3 separate regions of the Mus musculus genome follow, and all the other regions are linked to region 2. The links are chromatin contacts, called in public Hi-C maps. All regions are on one chromosome and are shown on one strand. The core of a region is the stretch at or near the end of the contact, and the rest is flanking DNA. Distances in the headings are between cores, read along the strand shown.

Region 1 (2,700 bases), core at 144-2,643, 360 kb before region 2:
ACATATGTATGTACCCACACACATACGAACATGATGTACACACATGAACAACAATTAATGAAAAAGAGGCCATGGATTTGAAAAAGAGCAAGGAGAGGTGGTGAGAGAGTCTGGAGGGAGAAAAGGGATGTGGAGATATAATATAATTATATTATAATCTCAAAAAACAAAGAAGTCCTCAGAGATCTGGTCATGGTGGCCATGCCTGTAACCCCCACAATCCCGAGGCTGAGGGAAGAAGACGTTGACTTGGAGGTCAGCCTGGGGAACCAGGGGCTGGGTACAGCTCAGGTAGAGAGAGAGCCCTTGCCAGTGTCAGCAATTGTTTGCTTTGCAGCGTTTCTGGGACCAGCAGTGGGAGTGGTGGGTGGTGTCTGCAGATTCTCAGAGATTCCGCAGGGTGAGTTGGCTTTTGTCTTGGCTATACTTGCATGTGAATTTTGTCTCTGCGTTCCTGTATGGCACTTAGGGCTCCATGGAGCAATAGCCATTTCATCTTAGTGAGGAAAACCGGGAAGTAAAGAGCCTTAGAGGGTACTTACAGTGTGTGTTTTAAGCAAATTCCCCCAAGCTTCACACAATATTTCTATTTAGCAAATGTCTAAGATTCAAAACATTGAGGTGAAGGAAGAAGGGAGAATAAAGGAGAGCAACCAGCATTCCGTATTGCCGGGGAGTGTCGTCAAATACAGGCTTGTAAGTATTTCTCAGGCTGAAGGCTGGGGCAGGAAATAGACACAGAAGTCAAGGCCCCATTGTTCTGCTGTGTTGTGTTGGTGCTGGGGATGGACCTCGGGCCTCACACACACTAGGCAAGCTCTTCTGAGTCATTGCCTCCCAGCATAACTCTCTTCCCACTGTCTCTCCTCACTACCACTCCTGAGAGGGACAGCCATGGCTGCAGGGCAGCTCATTCAGGTCGCCCTGTGGCAGGCAAGTGACTGCCCCCCCCCCCCCCGCATACACACACCTGTACATATGCTGCATTTCATCCCTGACAATCCCTTTCATTTGGAAGATGTATGTTTGGGTTAAGGTTGTTGGTACTCGTCATCTGGGAATGCACTAGAAATCTCGGTATCGAAATGTTTAGCTTCTTAGATGAGAGAAGCCCTCTAGGAGAATGAGCAGACATCTCACTAAAGGGGAGAAAAGATGTCATGCCATTGTTTGGGGGATATAAAGACTTAAAACACACACACACACACACACACACACACACACACACACACACAATTATTCATGTTCTCAGTGGGGGAAAAAATCAGGAAGTTGCTGGCTGCATACAGGACAAAAGGGCCCTTCCCTCCTCCCACCAATCTCCCACAGTTCCTCCATCCCGGCCTCCTGGGAGGGAACCCAGGGCCTCACACTTCCGTGACAAGTGGGAACTGTCTCTCAGCAGCAAGTCTTTACAGTGTTTCTCATTACTGTCACTCCTGAGTGGACACAGCCATGCCCGTTCTCTCCAGTGTCAAGGAAGGGACTGGAGCTTTGCCTCGCACAGCCTGACATGGGCCTCACAGTTCAGATTGTGCGCGAATGCATTTCAGTCACAAAATGAACAGCTCCTTGAGAGAATGAAATTATCAAGCTGAGCTGCCAGGCTGGATCTGGCCTTCTGTTCAGCCAGGCTTGGAGAGGTTTCTGACTGTGGGTGAGCCTGCCTGCTATACTCCCGTTAAACAGAAGAGGGCGGCAGAGAGACTGATTAGAAAACCCACTTCCTTATTTGCTTCCCTCCAATGCAAGCTCTTGTGCAGTGTATACTGATAGGAAATGAAAATTGAAATTAGCACCTTTTATTTTTTTCAACACCAAGTGATTAGAGAAAAGTTTAAAGTAACACAACCCAGATTTCTTCCCGCCAGGCCCCCCCCCCCCATACTGATGTTGCCAAGAGGACTAATACTAGGGGATTTTGATGTTCACAGATGTGACAGTCAAATGCAATGGATTATTTGTTGCAGGTAAATAACCCTGATGGGTCTTGGCTTTCTCCTGGCATTCCATGTGCTTGTATAAAAAGCATGCACTCCCATGTGTTTTGATGGCTTATCGCAACGCATTTGCCCGCTGGAATTAAAGGGTCCCTAAGGAAAGCTGTTTCATTTCTTGCTAAGACAAAGGAACGTTAATGCCATTTGACTTAATTTTGGTTTGGCACTGGCTTTGTTTTTAAAATATTGTTTTTACAACCCTGTTCTTTTGATGATAGAATTAGTGTCTAAGCTGGCTGATTGGGTGGCTTTAGGCCCTTGACCTTTAAAATGTGACGTAATTGAAGTCATGTTTATCTGAGGAGGATGGTTTATGCTCACACACTGTACGTGAACTCTGGCTGGCTTCTCATTAATATTCTATCTTTTTTTATCTCTGGTCTAGGACAGCTGCATACCCCAGGGCTTCTTTCTGATATTTTAGTATTTTCTGGTTTTAAGGTTAAGGACAGTGAGTAGTCCTAGCAGGTAGCCCTTGCTCCACTGTGACTCATGGGGTCAAGTTATTGGTAGTCCTCCATAAGGAAAGCGAGGAGCCCACTGTGACATTTTATATTGTGATAAATTTAATCTATTGGTGGCTTGTCCTTACGGCCCCACTTTATAGATAAGCTATGAATGAAGTAACTGGTCTCAATGCTGCTTTCAAAGTGAGAAGTGTCATTGTCCAAGGGGAAGGGCATGTGGCATGGCCTGATGG
Region 2 (2,700 bases), core at 13-2,512:
TGACCTAGCTGGTAGGAGCCAGGTATTTATCAGAGACTCCTATCTAAGATGGGGCGTTTTGGGAAGCATACTGCAGGAAACTGGCAGAACGGACTTTCCGGATATGAACCGGGAGAGCCACAGAGAGATCCCTATGTTAAACAGCAAAGGGAAGACTCCCTGCCCCCTTAAAAGGCCTGACTTCCTGAAAAGGCAAATAAGAACTTCTCTCAGCTTCCATAGTTCTAGCAATTCTATCACGGTTCTAATTAGAAATCGGTTACTAGTTTTTCCCACAGCACTGCTAATCCGGCTGTAAAGCAGTGCCAGAAACACAGTTTATAGAGCCATAAACAGCCCCTGTAATGGCTGCAGCTATTTGTGCACAGCAGTAAATATTTCAGTTTGTTGTTAAACAAAAGAAAGACTGTACTTTTTTTTTTTCATTCTTGAAAGAGGCATCAAGAAAGTGGATTCAATCTCCCCCAAAATGCTATGACAATTGCAGTTCCTGCTCATTGTCAATTAGATTCAAGGTACAAATATTTAGGTTGGGTGAGCAGATGGCCCCACAGCTGCAGGCCATAAAGTTCCCGTCCACTTTAAAGTAAACACTCATAAGCATTTCCCAGTTTACATGGTAAATGATTCCAGGTCTGAGATGCCCCATCCTCTGAAGTAGAGAGGAGTCACCCCCAGCTAAGTCAAACTTCCAAAGCAGCCAGTCACCTGTGTGCCACAGATGGGGTCTTCACAGAGGTACACGCCTGGGGACTGCCCGTCCTGTAGGCTGCCCGTGGCCACCTCAGACAACAGGTCTCGAAGGTTCTCCTCTTTTCCCCACACCTCAACGGCTGAGATGCGGACTGAGAATCGGGCCCCCGTCTTCTCTTTGCGCTCATTGATAAGCTTGAACAGCCAAGAAATAGCACATGGAATAATGCCCAGGTTCTGCATAGAGTCGTCCCTTCCGATCATGGTGTAGGATTTCCCTGTGGGAGCAGGGGAAGAGAGACACACAGACATCACTCATTAGAGCTTCAAAAAGCAGATGCTGAGGATACAGGAGGAAGGTGTGGGGAGTGGGACGAGGGCAAGCTAAAGAATGAAAAGACCGGAAAAGTAGCAAACATTTCCTTATACTGGAGGTGAAGCAGCTATAAAAGAATGTGAGAGCCCAAACAAATGACAGGGTGAAGTCACAAGGGGCCTTGCAGAGGACCTCAAACAGGCTATCTGCCTTTGGGCTTGTTCTACATGAAGTAGGAAGCTGGGGCTTTTCATCACGATTACAGTCCTTTTTATAGCTACCCCACAGATTAAATCCACACATGCGTGCTTTATATCCTTTCTCAAGTTAAATGCTGGTTTGCTTTGGTTTTGTTTTGTTTTGTTTTTAATAGCATGAGCAAATTCCATTAAAATCGGGACCCCTGCTTTGATCTGTGATCAAGAAGTGAAGAAAGGAGTGGGGGTGGGGTGGAATGGGCTCTCTGTCACAGGGGAGAGGTCTCTGTGTCCTCTACAAGGCTCTGGGATGATTTCTTCTACCAAGAAGCTTCCGAAATTGCTAACTCTTTCTGTACATCTGACAAGGCCTGGGAGGCAGAGAGATCAGGACTGGAAAGAGAATGTAGCAGGGGATTTAAGCCAATGTTTTGCAGCGCTAGTTGGTGGCTTCTTTCTCAAGTGCTGAAACGGGGAGGACTTTTCACAGGGAGCACTCCTCACAGGGCTGGATGTTGGCCCAAGGACAGCTTTGGTTTGCTTCCCCCATGTGGGACTCTGCTTGGAGATTCCTCCATTGGCTCCACCCACCCGAATCTGCTTCCCAGACATCCATCCCATGATCAAGACAGACATGAACACCTTCCCTGCTTCTCTACTCCCTGGGCTTGACTATGACCTTGACCTATGACCTCGTTATCCTGTTATTCCCCTCTTGGAGTTGAAGCTGTCTTATGGGAATAGGTCTGTCCACTTAGGACTGACATTGTTTCAAAGTCAGGCATGGTTGTTCTTTATCACTCAGTTTGGTACCAAAAGGGAACTTAGCCTGCCCTCGCATCGAGGAATCTAGAACCAATATCGAGACAGGAATGAGGTTACCTAGTGATCAGCACAAGACAGAAGTCAAGTTTCCACTCACCTAGCTTGGCATGGCCAAAACAGAACACACAGCCATCTGCCCCGTTCACCACAGACTGGATGACTTCGGCCACAGTTCCAGCACAAACTTCAGCCTGGAAGACACAAGACAAGGCACTCGATAAATGCACCGCGCAGCACCTAAGGCACCTCAATGACATAGAAGTGACTCTGCCTTCCTGGGGCTTGGAGTCCTAGCATCACCACAGTCCCAGATGGTCCAGCCTCTGCCACTTAAAAACACTGGGGACTTTCTACCCATGTTATCAGTGAAACACACTGAATACAAACCTTCCTTTAGCACTCTCCAGTCTTAAAGTAGGTACAGGCTGCAGTGAGAGAATGGGATGGGTTCTGGACCCTTGTCCCCTCTGTCAGCCTCCTCAGCAAGGAACTTGACTCTCTATTGTCTCTCTGTCCACCAGAACCTTACACACACACACACACACACACACACACACATACACACACAAACACACCATCTCTCAAACAAGCTAGTCATACTAGAGAGGAAAACATGATTTCCAATTTAGAACAGAAACCCTGAGGACGATCTTAGTACTAACAGAATCA
Region 3 (2,700 bases), core at 141-2,640, 270 kb before region 2:
GGGGCTCGGCATTTGTCATCTGTTTAAAGGTTGCTCAATGCAAGCACCAGGAAGACTTTGGCTGAATCCAGTCTCCTTTTGGTTTATTGTGTTTTACTCTCCCAGGGATAAAAAGAACCCAGGGCTTTCCGTGTGTTCCACAAGCACTTTGTCACACAACTGTACCCATGGATTCTTTTGAAAATAACCTTAAGAGTAGTCAGAATTATACATGGTTTGTGTATCACAGCCCACTTTCTGTACATATTTCCTCAATTTATGGGAGAAAGGCGGGTCTTTCTCGGTCTCTCTCTCTCTCTCTCTCTCTCTCTCTCTCTCTCTCTCTCTCTCACACACACACACACACACACACACACACTCATAAACTATGTAACATCTTTGTATGCCAGGCCTCCACCACACATCCTTTCACCTGTGCAGTCAGTGTTCATTGTTTTCTGTTTGAGAAGGACTAGCAGTAAGTAAACGGGCCATTAGGGTGTATTGTTTTGTTTCCTTGTAATATCCTTTCGACTCTGCCTCCTCCTTTTGTCCTCCAGCCTGGCCTGGTGACTGCTGGCTTTCAGCATGCTGGAGGACTGGAACTCCCCAAGGCTGCATTCATCTCCTCGAGTTCACATTATCTTGTCTTTGCTTCCGTGGCAGCCTCTGTATGGAGATGGAGTGCTGTCTCCTGTAGATGAGCAAACCAGAGCTTAAGGAAGTTGTCTAAATCTTGACAGGGAGTGAGCTGAGGAATTAGGATTGCAAATCAAGTCCAGGTCGTGATGATGAAATTGCTCCACCATATGCCGACCGCTTCTCAGCCTCCAGAGCTGTTTTGGTTACCGTAAGGAAAAGCTGTGCTGTGTATCTTGGTTCTTGGGGCAATGAGAATAGTTTATGGTCTTTCTGTTGGACTATCAGTTGACAAAAAGATAGGAGGAGTTTATATTTGTTAAACATCTCCCTCTTTTTTCCTCCCCTCCCCGCCCCCCAGCCCTCCCTTTCTTTTCCTTTTCTGACAGGGTTTTACTATACAGCCCAGACTAGCCTCAAACCCTGAGTTCTCCTGTCTCAGTTTCCTGAGTGCTAGGCTAGGGTTGCAGTTATACCCCCAACACGCCTGGCCTTTATTTATGTTGCTGTGGCTTCTATTTATTAAATAAATGATATTATCGCTTTTGTTTTGTTTCTGGTAGCACCTGTACCGCGTGGGCCTCCCAGGGAAACAGTATTTCCTTTCACTGTATCTTATGGTCCCCCCTCCCCCCACACACACACACAGATCCACACATCTTACCAGTTGGCCCATCCACAGCTCAACCAGGCCTCAACCTTACATAGCCTTCAGGGTGACCTCTGATTCTCAGGGCTCCTGAGAGCAGAGCATCCCACAGCATGAGGAAGCCCGAGAGCCCGAATGCGTTACTTTGTTTAAATTCTTGCCTTGAAGTTCCTTTAGTGAAGGAGCCAGATTGGCAATCCTACGAGAAACAGTTGTGTTTCTTAGTTACGCTGTAATGGAGGGACTATAATTCATGGCCATTAAATTGCTTCCTTTGAAGTATAAGAAAAACCAGAACAACATTTACGGTCCTTTAACCCACAGGATTACAGTACACATGAATTAAAGTCAAATGTGTTATGAACTCTCCTGGTACTGTGGCTGGCAGGACTCCATCCGCACCCCTCACTCATTAACTGGTTGACTTTCAAGTAGAAACTGGGCTGGCGGATGGGTTGAGAGTCAGGATTTCAGAAGGGTTTCCCCTTCTCTCAGTTAGAAGCAAGGAATGTAACTCTGGCAGCTCAACTAAAAATTGAGACTTGTTACTTCTCTGAGAGATCTGTTCAGAAGGCAGCAGAAAGGAAATGAACTTGTAGCATTCCCTCTGCTGATAGGATACCTTGTCTCATGAAATCCTCGCACCACACCCATCTCACACACAGGCATGAGACTAACAAGTCTGTGGTTCTGGATTCCAGTTCAGACCTAAGCCAAACAGAGTATGAACTTTAGCACCCCCCACCCTGTTTTGCTCCCCAGAATCAGTAACAGAAGACACAGAAATACTGATGACACATTTGGGACCCATGTTTTATATGGCCTCAAACTCAGAAATCCGCCTGCCTCTGCCTCCTGAGTACTGGGATTAAAGGAGTGCGCCACCACGCCTGGCTTACACTGTCGTCGTATTTCTTATTGGGGAGTTTCATGCGGAAATTGTGGGTGGTAAAAAGCCGCAGAAAATGGATATTAGGACCTAGTTAGTGACTATATCTGAGATAGCTATACCTCACGTGTATGCTAAGCCTGTGTTATTGTCTTATGACTTTTTTCACTGAATGTCTCGATAAGGAGCCAACACAAAAGGGTAACTATGGAATGGTGTTGAAGTCAGACTGTAGCTATGCCTCCCTTGTCTTGAGAAGTAACCTATAAGACATCAAGATCTGTGAGCATGTTTATTGATAAGAGCGTTCTGTCACCCTAACTTAGTGCCTGGAGTCTTTTCAATGTGGGTTTGATCCTGTATGGTTCTGAAGAGGTCATTAAAAAATAATAATTCCACCACTCCACTAGATGGCACTGTGGTCGCATAGATACACTAGATGCCCCACTGTGGCTCCTGAGAGTGGGTAAGAGCATCCTGTTGGGATGCCCTGAAGCCTAATGGAGTGAGAACTGGTATGTTTTGCCCATCTATCCCAGCACCT

The links. A called contact is a pair of places that touch in the nucleus more often than the background predicts.
Region 1: a Hi-C map of uterus shows a contact between it and region 2, with 6 times the contacts expected there. The contact joins two enhancer-like sites. A contact is called at or near these places in 2 of 484 Hi-C or Micro-C datasets (palatal mesenchyme and uterus).
Region 3: a Hi-C map of uterus shows a contact between it and region 2, with 5 times the contacts expected there. The contact joins two enhancer-like sites. A contact is called at or near these places in 5 of 484 Hi-C or Micro-C datasets (cerebral cortex, nephron progenitors, reprogramming fibroblasts and 1 more) and 1 of 9 other capture datasets (embryonic stem cells).

Annotation. Positions count from the first base shown.
Region 1 is chr1:179,231,219-179,233,918 of GRCm38.p6, reverse strand. The region is part of intron 5 of Smyd3 (SET and MYND domain containing 3); the gene reads left to right. Among named protein-coding and RNA genes, the nearest start is that of Gm31349, 95 kb to the left of the region's middle. Within about 2 kb of position 1,393, at least 46 of the 459 cell types and tissues checked have an H3K27ac peak or open chromatin away from gene starts, as enhancers often do. A contact at or near this core is called in uterus, where this site is marked.
Region 2 is chr1:178,868,868-178,871,567 of GRCm38.p6, reverse strand. Kif26b (kinesin family member 26B) reads right to left here. Exons shown (of 15, transcript NM_001161665.1): 7 at 2,129-2,222; 8 at 709-971. Among named protein-coding and RNA genes, the nearest start is that of Gm46249, 94 kb to the right of the region's middle. Within about 2 kb of position 1,262, at least 8 of the 459 cell types and tissues checked have an H3K27ac peak or open chromatin away from gene starts, as enhancers often do. A contact at or near this core is called in uterus, where this site is marked.
Region 3 is chr1:179,142,256-179,144,955 of GRCm38.p6, reverse strand. The region is part of intron 5 of Smyd3 (SET and MYND domain containing 3); the gene reads left to right. Among named protein-coding and RNA genes, the nearest start is that of Gm31349, 180 kb to the left of the region's middle. Within about 2 kb of position 1,390, at least 29 of the 459 cell types and tissues checked have an H3K27ac peak or open chromatin away from gene starts, as enhancers often do. A contact at or near this core is called in uterus, where this site is marked.